Regions from separate parts of the Macaca mulatta genome. Here region 2 is linked to region 1. The links are chromatin contacts, called in public Hi-C maps. All regions are on one chromosome and are shown on one strand. Each heading gives the region's core, a stretch centred on a gene start, on an enhancer-like site or on the middle of the called end of the contact. The rest is flanking DNA. Distances are from core to core; before and after follow the strand shown.

What was found. Hi-C and Micro-C count contacts between places; a contact is called where the count stands out from the background.
Region 2: a contact with region 1 is called in a Hi-C map of fetal cortex germinal zone, with 4 times the contacts expected there. The contact joins two enhancer-like sites. A contact is called at or near these places in 2 of 14 Hi-C or Micro-C datasets (fetal cortex germinal zone and fetal cortical plate).

What each region holds. Positions count from the first base shown.
Region 1 is chr3:197,157,327-197,160,970 of T2T-MMU8v2.0, reverse strand. All of the region lies in intron 13 of PTPRN2 (protein tyrosine phosphatase receptor type N2), which reads left to right. Among named protein-coding and RNA genes, the nearest start is that of MIR153-2, 110 kb to the right of the region's middle. Within about 2 kb of position 1,945, at least 8 of the 40 cell types and tissues checked have an H3K27ac peak or open chromatin away from gene starts, as enhancers often do. A contact at or near this core is called in fetal cortex germinal zone, where this site is marked.
Region 2 is chr3:197,481,055-197,484,698 of T2T-MMU8v2.0, reverse strand. The region is part of intron 12 of PTPRN2 (protein tyrosine phosphatase receptor type N2); the gene reads left to right. Among named protein-coding and RNA genes, the nearest start is that of MIR153-2, 440 kb to the right of the region's middle. Within about 2 kb of position 2,013, at least 10 of the 40 cell types and tissues checked have an H3K27ac peak or open chromatin away from gene starts, as enhancers often do. A contact at or near this core is called in fetal cortex germinal zone, where this site is marked.

The sequences.
Region 1 (3,644 bases), core at 696-3,195:
GGGCTCCGCCTTGCTCTGGGGTCGCCGGCCCGGTGGCCGCCCCAGGACCCCCAGACGGCAGGGTCCGCGTCCCCCTAGCCCTGAACGAGACCCAGGGTGGCTGCGTGGGGTCTGCGCCGCCGTGGAGACTGAGGGGCTGGACACGGCCTGGCCGAGGGAGACAGCTACGGCCACTCCCAGCCACCTCGGAGAGCTCCCGGCCGCCTGCTGGAGACCCCAGCCTGGATGAGGCTCCCGCGACCCAGGGCGAGGAGAGCCGCGGGCTGGTGGGGAAGGTGGTGCGAGGTCGCCGCGGGCTGGGAGGGTGCGCTGGGGCCCCTCTGGCCTCTGCCCTGAGCCGGCCTGGCCGAGAGCTCCCCGAGGCGACGCGCAGGTCCCCAGCTGCTCCCCGGCCCAGACCTCAGGTGCGCCGGGCGCTCGGGCCGGGCAGGGCCGTGGTGGGGGCGCCGTCGCCCGCCCTTGTGCTCTGGGTAGCTGGGAAGACCCGCCCACTACCCGGTGCCCCAGGGCCCTGCGACCGCAACGGGAGGGTCGGGGCAGCGAGGGCAGGACGCCCCAATGCCCCAGCGGCCGAGCCCGCGGCCTGCGCGCGTTCCCCGAGCCTACCCTGTCGACAGCGCGGCGCAGCCAGACCCTAGGGCGCTCCCAGCACCGCGGAGGCCGGGCCTCCAGTCCTGGAGGGGATTCCTCTGTCGCCTCCCAGCTCCCGCGGGGAGTCCCAGGAACACCCCCCCCACCACCACGGGCACACACACACCAGACACGCGCGCACACACAGACGCGCGCGCAGGCCGTTGCTATGGAGAGGCCGGTTACCAGCCAGGCTGAGGGCAGCAGGTCCCCTCCTCCGAACCCCCTCCCCTCCCCGTCCCTTCTCTCCGCTGTCTTCCCCTCTTCCCGCCCTGGCTCCCGAGTCCTCCTCCCGCTGTCTCCGGCCTCCCGCCCCCCAGCGCCACCTCCCCTCCCCTCCTTTTTCTCTGCCCAGGGCCGGGCCTGGGGTCGCCCTGGAGTCTGGCTGGGGACGCCGAGGCACCGGAGGAGGGTGGCGGGGAGGGACAGGAACCGCTGCCACTAGACTCTTTGCCCGAGAAGGTCCCTGGGAGGACATCCCGGGCGCTGGGGGAACCCAGGTACGGCTTCTCTCTGACCTGCCCGCCGCCGCGCCGCGCCCGAGTCAGAGTGCGGGGATTTCTGCAGGCCTTGCCCTGGGCATGGGGACCGAGAGGGCCAAGGTGATGTACCCCCTCCCCGCCTACTGGGGGGTTCACTCATGGGCAGAGGACCCCAGGGACGCTGCAGTTTCTAGCCTCTCGCGCCCCCGCCGAGCCGCACCGGGCCTCCTGCAGCCCGCTCAGGCCTGAGGGAACCATGGCCAGACGCGAGGCCACTTCTTTGCCCTGGGGCTTTATGAAGCGCTCTGGCCTTGCCCTATAAATACAAAAATAAATGCAGAACTCAGCCTGGGCCTGCGGTCAGAGGAAATGGGGTCCTTCAGCCACTTTTAGACAGGGGCCTGCAGCGGACGGCAACGTACTCCTATCTGTGGACGACCCCCGCCCCCCGGGGCTCGCCCCCAGGTTTTACAGAACTTGGTTTGTAAGAGAAAAGCGCCAGGCAAGGCCCTCTGCGCGAGGCAGGTCTAGGGGCAGCGCCAGAGTGCAAGGGAGGGGAGGGGAGACGGTGGAAGCGCCGCCTGGGCCTGGCCTGGGGAGGTGGGGGGTGTGGAGGGGTTGGCCCCGGAGGGGCCGGGAGCGGGCGCCGCGGGCAGCCGGGTGTGCGGCGGGAGGGGCGTCGAGTGGCGCGGGCCGCCGTCTCCAGCTGTCCCGGGCGCAGGGAACAATGGCCAGGCGGTGGGAGAGGGGGGCCTAGGAGGGGGCCGCTGGGGTTTCCAGAAAAGGAGAAACTAAAGAGCCCTCCGCAGACTGTCATCTGCGTGTGACAAGATCTGCGCCCCCCTCTTCCTTTCTTCTCCTTGTTCCTGCAGCTGTGGGCCTCGGAGAGCGCATTGTACACACAGATGTTGGGTTTCAGCTCTCCGGCTCTCGCCAGCTCCGCGGGGGCGCCGCGCACCGGGGTGCCCCAACCTGTGGCTGTGGCCGGTGGTCCAGGGCCTGGGGAGAGAGAGTGTGGGCGGGGGCCGGGGGAGGGCGCCGGAGTCCGCAGCTCAGCGGTCCTAGTCGCCCCGAGACCCTAGCTCGGCTCGCGCGCTGCGGGCCTGACTGCGCCAGGGGCCGGGAGTATGTGGGGAGGCTCGAGCGACTGGGAGCGTGGCCGGTGATTCTGCTCCACTCCTTTCGCCCGCAGAGCGGTGGTCTAGGCCAGACCGTTGACCTGGGGAGGGGGAAGGGCAAGGACGCAGCTCACACGCCTGGGTTTTCACCGCCGTCTCCCTTCGGCGTTTTGGGCCAGCGGCCGACATTCGCCTGGACCAAACGGTGGCAAAGTCTCACCAGTTCCGCCTCTGGCAAGACACTTTCTACGCGCATCGGGACCTAAACACTCGGGACAGCCCTGGTAAAGTGAGCAGAGGGGCTCTCGTCTACTCGCCCTGCATCATTGGCCTGCTTCCATTTGGAAAGGGAGCAAAAAGGCCCGAACGGCCACACTGGAAAAAGACACTGGAAAAAGTAACTGGAAAGAACGATGTGCCGTGAATTTTTCTCTTGCCAAGAGTGGCGACGCACCCCACCCACCCCTCCCAGGACAAAGGTCACAGCAGAGCCGCGCGCCGTGACTTTTCTGGCCGAGGTCTCTCTCCCCTCGGTGCTACCCTGAACTTGCCCAGTATGAACGATGAAAGGCAGAAACACTGAAAAGAAAGAAAAGGCGAAGGCCTGGCTTCGGCGTGGTACCAATGACTGACAAAGCTGATGTCCATTCATAGTCTCGGGCGGGAGAGGGTGTTTGGAGAGCCGCGGCCCCTTAGCCAATTGCTGTCAGCAACATGTGGGGGGGGGGGACATCGCTATAGCAACCGGTGGCTGGGCCGCGAGCCGCGCCGCCGCCGGCCGGGTGCGCGCCGGGCCGGATATAAGGCGGGGCGCGGCGGCCGCGCTGGTTGGAGCTACGCGCGCGGCCGGCGGCCCTACGGGGACCGTCCGGAGCCCGCCCTGAGCCCGCCAGCGCCGCGCCCCGGCCCAGCGTGCCTAGCCCGGGGGCCGGGCCGGGGCGGAGCACGCGGAGCTGGGCCCAGCGGCCGCGCAGAGCTCCGGCGCCTGCGGGCTCCGAGCCCGTGCCGCCGCGCAGCCGCTGCCGCTGGAGCAGCGACGCGCGGCACCTTTGTCTCCACCGGCCGCCCTAGAAGTTTGTGGTCAGAATCGGATGACCCCGCTAGTCTGTGGTTCCAGTGCAGGGAAGCAGCTGGCTGAGATGATGGCGCTGCCGCTACCCGCAGCTGCTGCGCCCCGAGGCCGCTCGGCCCGGCGCACGCCCCCACCTCCTCCCGCGCGGGCGCTGGGCGCCGGCCCAGCTGCAGGTAACCAGGGGTGCCGGGCGGGGCGCGGGCGCTCGTGGTGCGGTTGGGTGGGCCCTGGAAGAGGCGAGAGACGCTGGGATGGGGGCGGAGGGAGCAGGAGGGGCCCACGAGGGCATCACCAGGCGCGTAGGTGGTGGGGCGAGGAAGAGAGCTTTCGAAGACTGGAGGG
Region 2 (3,644 bases), core at 764-3,263, 320 kb before region 1:
CACCCAGCCTACTTTCTTATATTCTTAAAGAGAAACAAATTGAATGTTTGATTAGGAACCATCTCTACCACATATGGTCACAGGACTCTGAGGCAGCCTCTGTGGGATGAGAGATCCATTTCAAGCTGAGATGATTTTCCTTGTAGAGGCCTCATTTTCTGAAATAAATTTCAAAGTTCAGGGCACATCACTAGTATAGGCTAAAGATGTTAAGCTCCCAGAAGTTAGCATTTCCAGGCAGATCCAGCCTGATGGTTTCCTACGTCACACACAGGGATTTACATACTTCCAGTTATAGATTCCATCAGAGCACGCACACTACACCTCAGTCTTCTCCGGCCCCCTTCACCGTGTGTTAGAGACATACAGGCAAGAAGCTTTTCCTTCTGCAGACCTGTTGTGCTCGTTTGTGTGTCCAGCAGAGCCTGTGAACAAGCACGCAAACTGTTCCAGTTACCCGCCACTTCAGCAGCACATGTGGCCTGGCTGCAGCTCCACACGTTCCTTGAAGAGGAATCAGCCTGGTCCTTTTAAATTCCCTTTACCAGCCATTTAGAAGTCTGCAACGCGTTCCCCGTCTTGGCCCTTGATAGCTCAGAATCTCCGGGAACTTTCAAACCCACCACTCGCTTGGCCCCAGAAACTGTGAGGTGCAGGTGTGCTGGGCTGCCGAGGGCTGCACGTGGAATCCGAGAGCAGCTTCACGACACTGGGGAGTGCACGTCCAGGCCCCACCCCACAACGACGGACTTTTCTGCCCCTGTCTCTGAGCAGAGGCTTCCAATGTGGAACTCCTGGGGCTGACTGCAACGCAAAATAAAAAGAAGGGGACCCCAATGGGCACAGCCTCAGGTGACTTCTGTCTCGGAAGCTCCTTGCGTGTGTGAAATCCTGAGGTGTGAGTTGTGGAGCCGGGCGGAGTCCTGTGTCCTTCTTTCCCTGCTGGCTGCCCAGCCCTGGCTGGATGCTCCTTCTGTGTGGCACCCCGGACTCCTCTGATTAGGGTCTCCACATGGGCTGCTCCTGGGGAGTCAGACATTCCCTCCTGTTCCAGCCCCGTTCTCGGCTGCTGAGTTAGTCAATGTCAATGCCGAAACTGTGTGGTTAATACAGAAATGAGAAAAAAGACATAAATTCTCATGGGGCATTTTAAAAGCTGACCTTGCCCCTTAATGTGGCTACACCCCATTTCAGAACTGCCTCTGCCAGCTCAGGCCTGGACTCCCTGCACACAGGAGCTCCTGGGCACGCCTCTCTGCCCCCAAGCACCGGGGTGGAGCCTGGAGCTCAGACCCTTCTCTCTGCTCCTGGGTCTCATCCTCCCCTCCCCAGGGAGGGGCAGGGCACTGGGACCCTCAGGAGCACTGGACTCCCTGGGAAGCCTCTCTCTAGTGATTCCAGCGGGGCCTCTTTGATGTTCCTAGCTGGCAAAGCCAAGCTTTACAATTACCATGGCCCTTTCTTCTGAAACAAGCTCCTTCATTTTGAGCCACTCTTGTCAGCATGTGCTGGCGTTCATTTGCAGATGCACCTTTGCTATCGTTTTAAAGCAAAAAAACGCATTTCAAGAAGCACCACTGGGCCCTTTGCCATGGTGTTTGTTAACGTTATTAATCTGATTTAAATAAAAATTATCCTTTATATTGCTTCCCACATAGGCACACTTTTTTTTCTCTTTAAAATTGAAAGGTTCTACCAAACACGATGTTTTCCTTTCCTGCAAGGATGTACGGGGCTGTTTCAATACAGATTTAGTGAGAGTGCAGCAGCAAAGCACTGTAGGTGGTGAAGCCCGGTTATCGTGTGTATGATTAGTTTCACCTTGTAGCTGTGTCTCTGAAAATGCAATTAACAGTTTCATATTCAGCGCAGCCAGCTTTTATTCCTGCCGCATGGTGTGCAACATTTGCATCATAAAAAAAACCTAATTGGTAAACACGGTCTTGCCAGCGTCTCTGGATCCACCCAATTCTCTCCACGTTAATTGGCTCAGCTTCAGCACATGCTGGATGGAATTTCAAAGGACGCCGCAGATTAGAGAGCTGGCAAGCACTTGTGTTTCACGGAACCGACTCCAAGGAGACTCGGGGAAAAATATTTTAAATTAATGCCAATTGCAGGCGACTTGCTTGTCCAATTGTTGCCATGGAGACCGTTGTGTCTGCTAATCTGATGGGTGTGTGTGTGTTTATTGGGATCCGTCTCTAATGACCTTCAGAGAGGAAGTCAGCCGTGCTGAGCTCCGCGCCTCGGACAGGGTGGCCACTGAGTGGCCCTTCTCGACTCGGCCCTTCTTTGGTGACTTTCTCACACTCACAGCCCACCCCCTTCCCCTTCCGCCAGGCTCGTCTGTGCTGTGGGCCCGGCGTGGCACAGGATAGGGTCTAAGCACACACAGGCCACACAAGGCATCTGTGGCTTGTGAAGTGTGACGCTCTGCCTGTGTCCCTGGGGCAAGTCATCCAGACCTCCGGAGCCCCTGCCCGTCCTCCCCACCTCCCCTTGTATGAAGAGACTTGGAATCATCAGGGGGCTCCTGAAATCGGAAGCATCGTTTTCTTTTCTCTGAGAGGCATCCGTGTGGATTTGCTGATTACGAGTCTGAATGAAGAGTTCTTGGGAGTGGCTCTTATTCCCTGAATGAGGAAAAACAGCAGGTGTCAGTCCACGCACTGTACATGTTTTCCACCGAGGCCCCTAGAATCTGAAAAGGCCACGCAGGCAAGACACTGGGGCCACGGCTGTCCCTGCCACATGCGAGGAAAGAGCTCAAACCTCCTCCCCAGGGATGTGACTGAGGCTTTCTTAGCAGAAGCTGATCCTTTCGTTCCCCCTCCTTCTTGATCCCGGCTTCCGTGTCTGTTTTTGTCTTAATTACTAGGCTATCGTGAATGGATGTGTTTCCCTTAGTGTTGGATCTGGGACCATCAGACAATTGTAATAGACAGACATGTTTGTTATTTGTTTTGAACTCCTAATAATAGCTGGTTGCTTAATTGCAGAAAACAGGAAGAGAGACCTCGTATGTTCTCTGCTACCGGCAAAAATCAGTTCTCTTTAGTTAAAAATTAACAGTATGAACTGCTGGTGAGTAAAGAGAAAGGGCGTGCTTTCCCCCGAAAGTGGATTCCAGATGCACATACAGGGGCGAGGGGTGGGGGGCGGTGAGGACCTTTCTCTCTTCCTCCCACCCCTCCCTCTACCTCCCTCTCACCCTCCCTCTCACCCTCCCTCTCTCTCTCAGCAGCCCTCCTCTCACTTTTTCCCTCTCTCTCCCCATCTCTCCTCTATTTGTCACAAATTAACTAAAAGGACCTCAGAGTTTTTAATCGGTAGACAGGGGGTTTGTTCATTTTAGGTTATAAACAAAATGAACAATCAGAGAACATATGGGGAAGAGGGAACTAAAGGTATAATGGCTTAGAGCAGTTCAAAGATCAGCAACCAAATCACTAGATTTAAAGATTCAATGTGGAGTAGAAATGAGGCACCGATCGGCACTCTGCAGTGCTCATGAAGAAAGACCAGCTGACTGCCCAACCCCCTGGGTATCTGGAGCTGAATTGTTATTCCTCTGCTCTGTCCGAGCCTCTCATTTCAGCAACCCACTTTTATCTGAGGGATTTGAAGATAAGGGAAGAAAA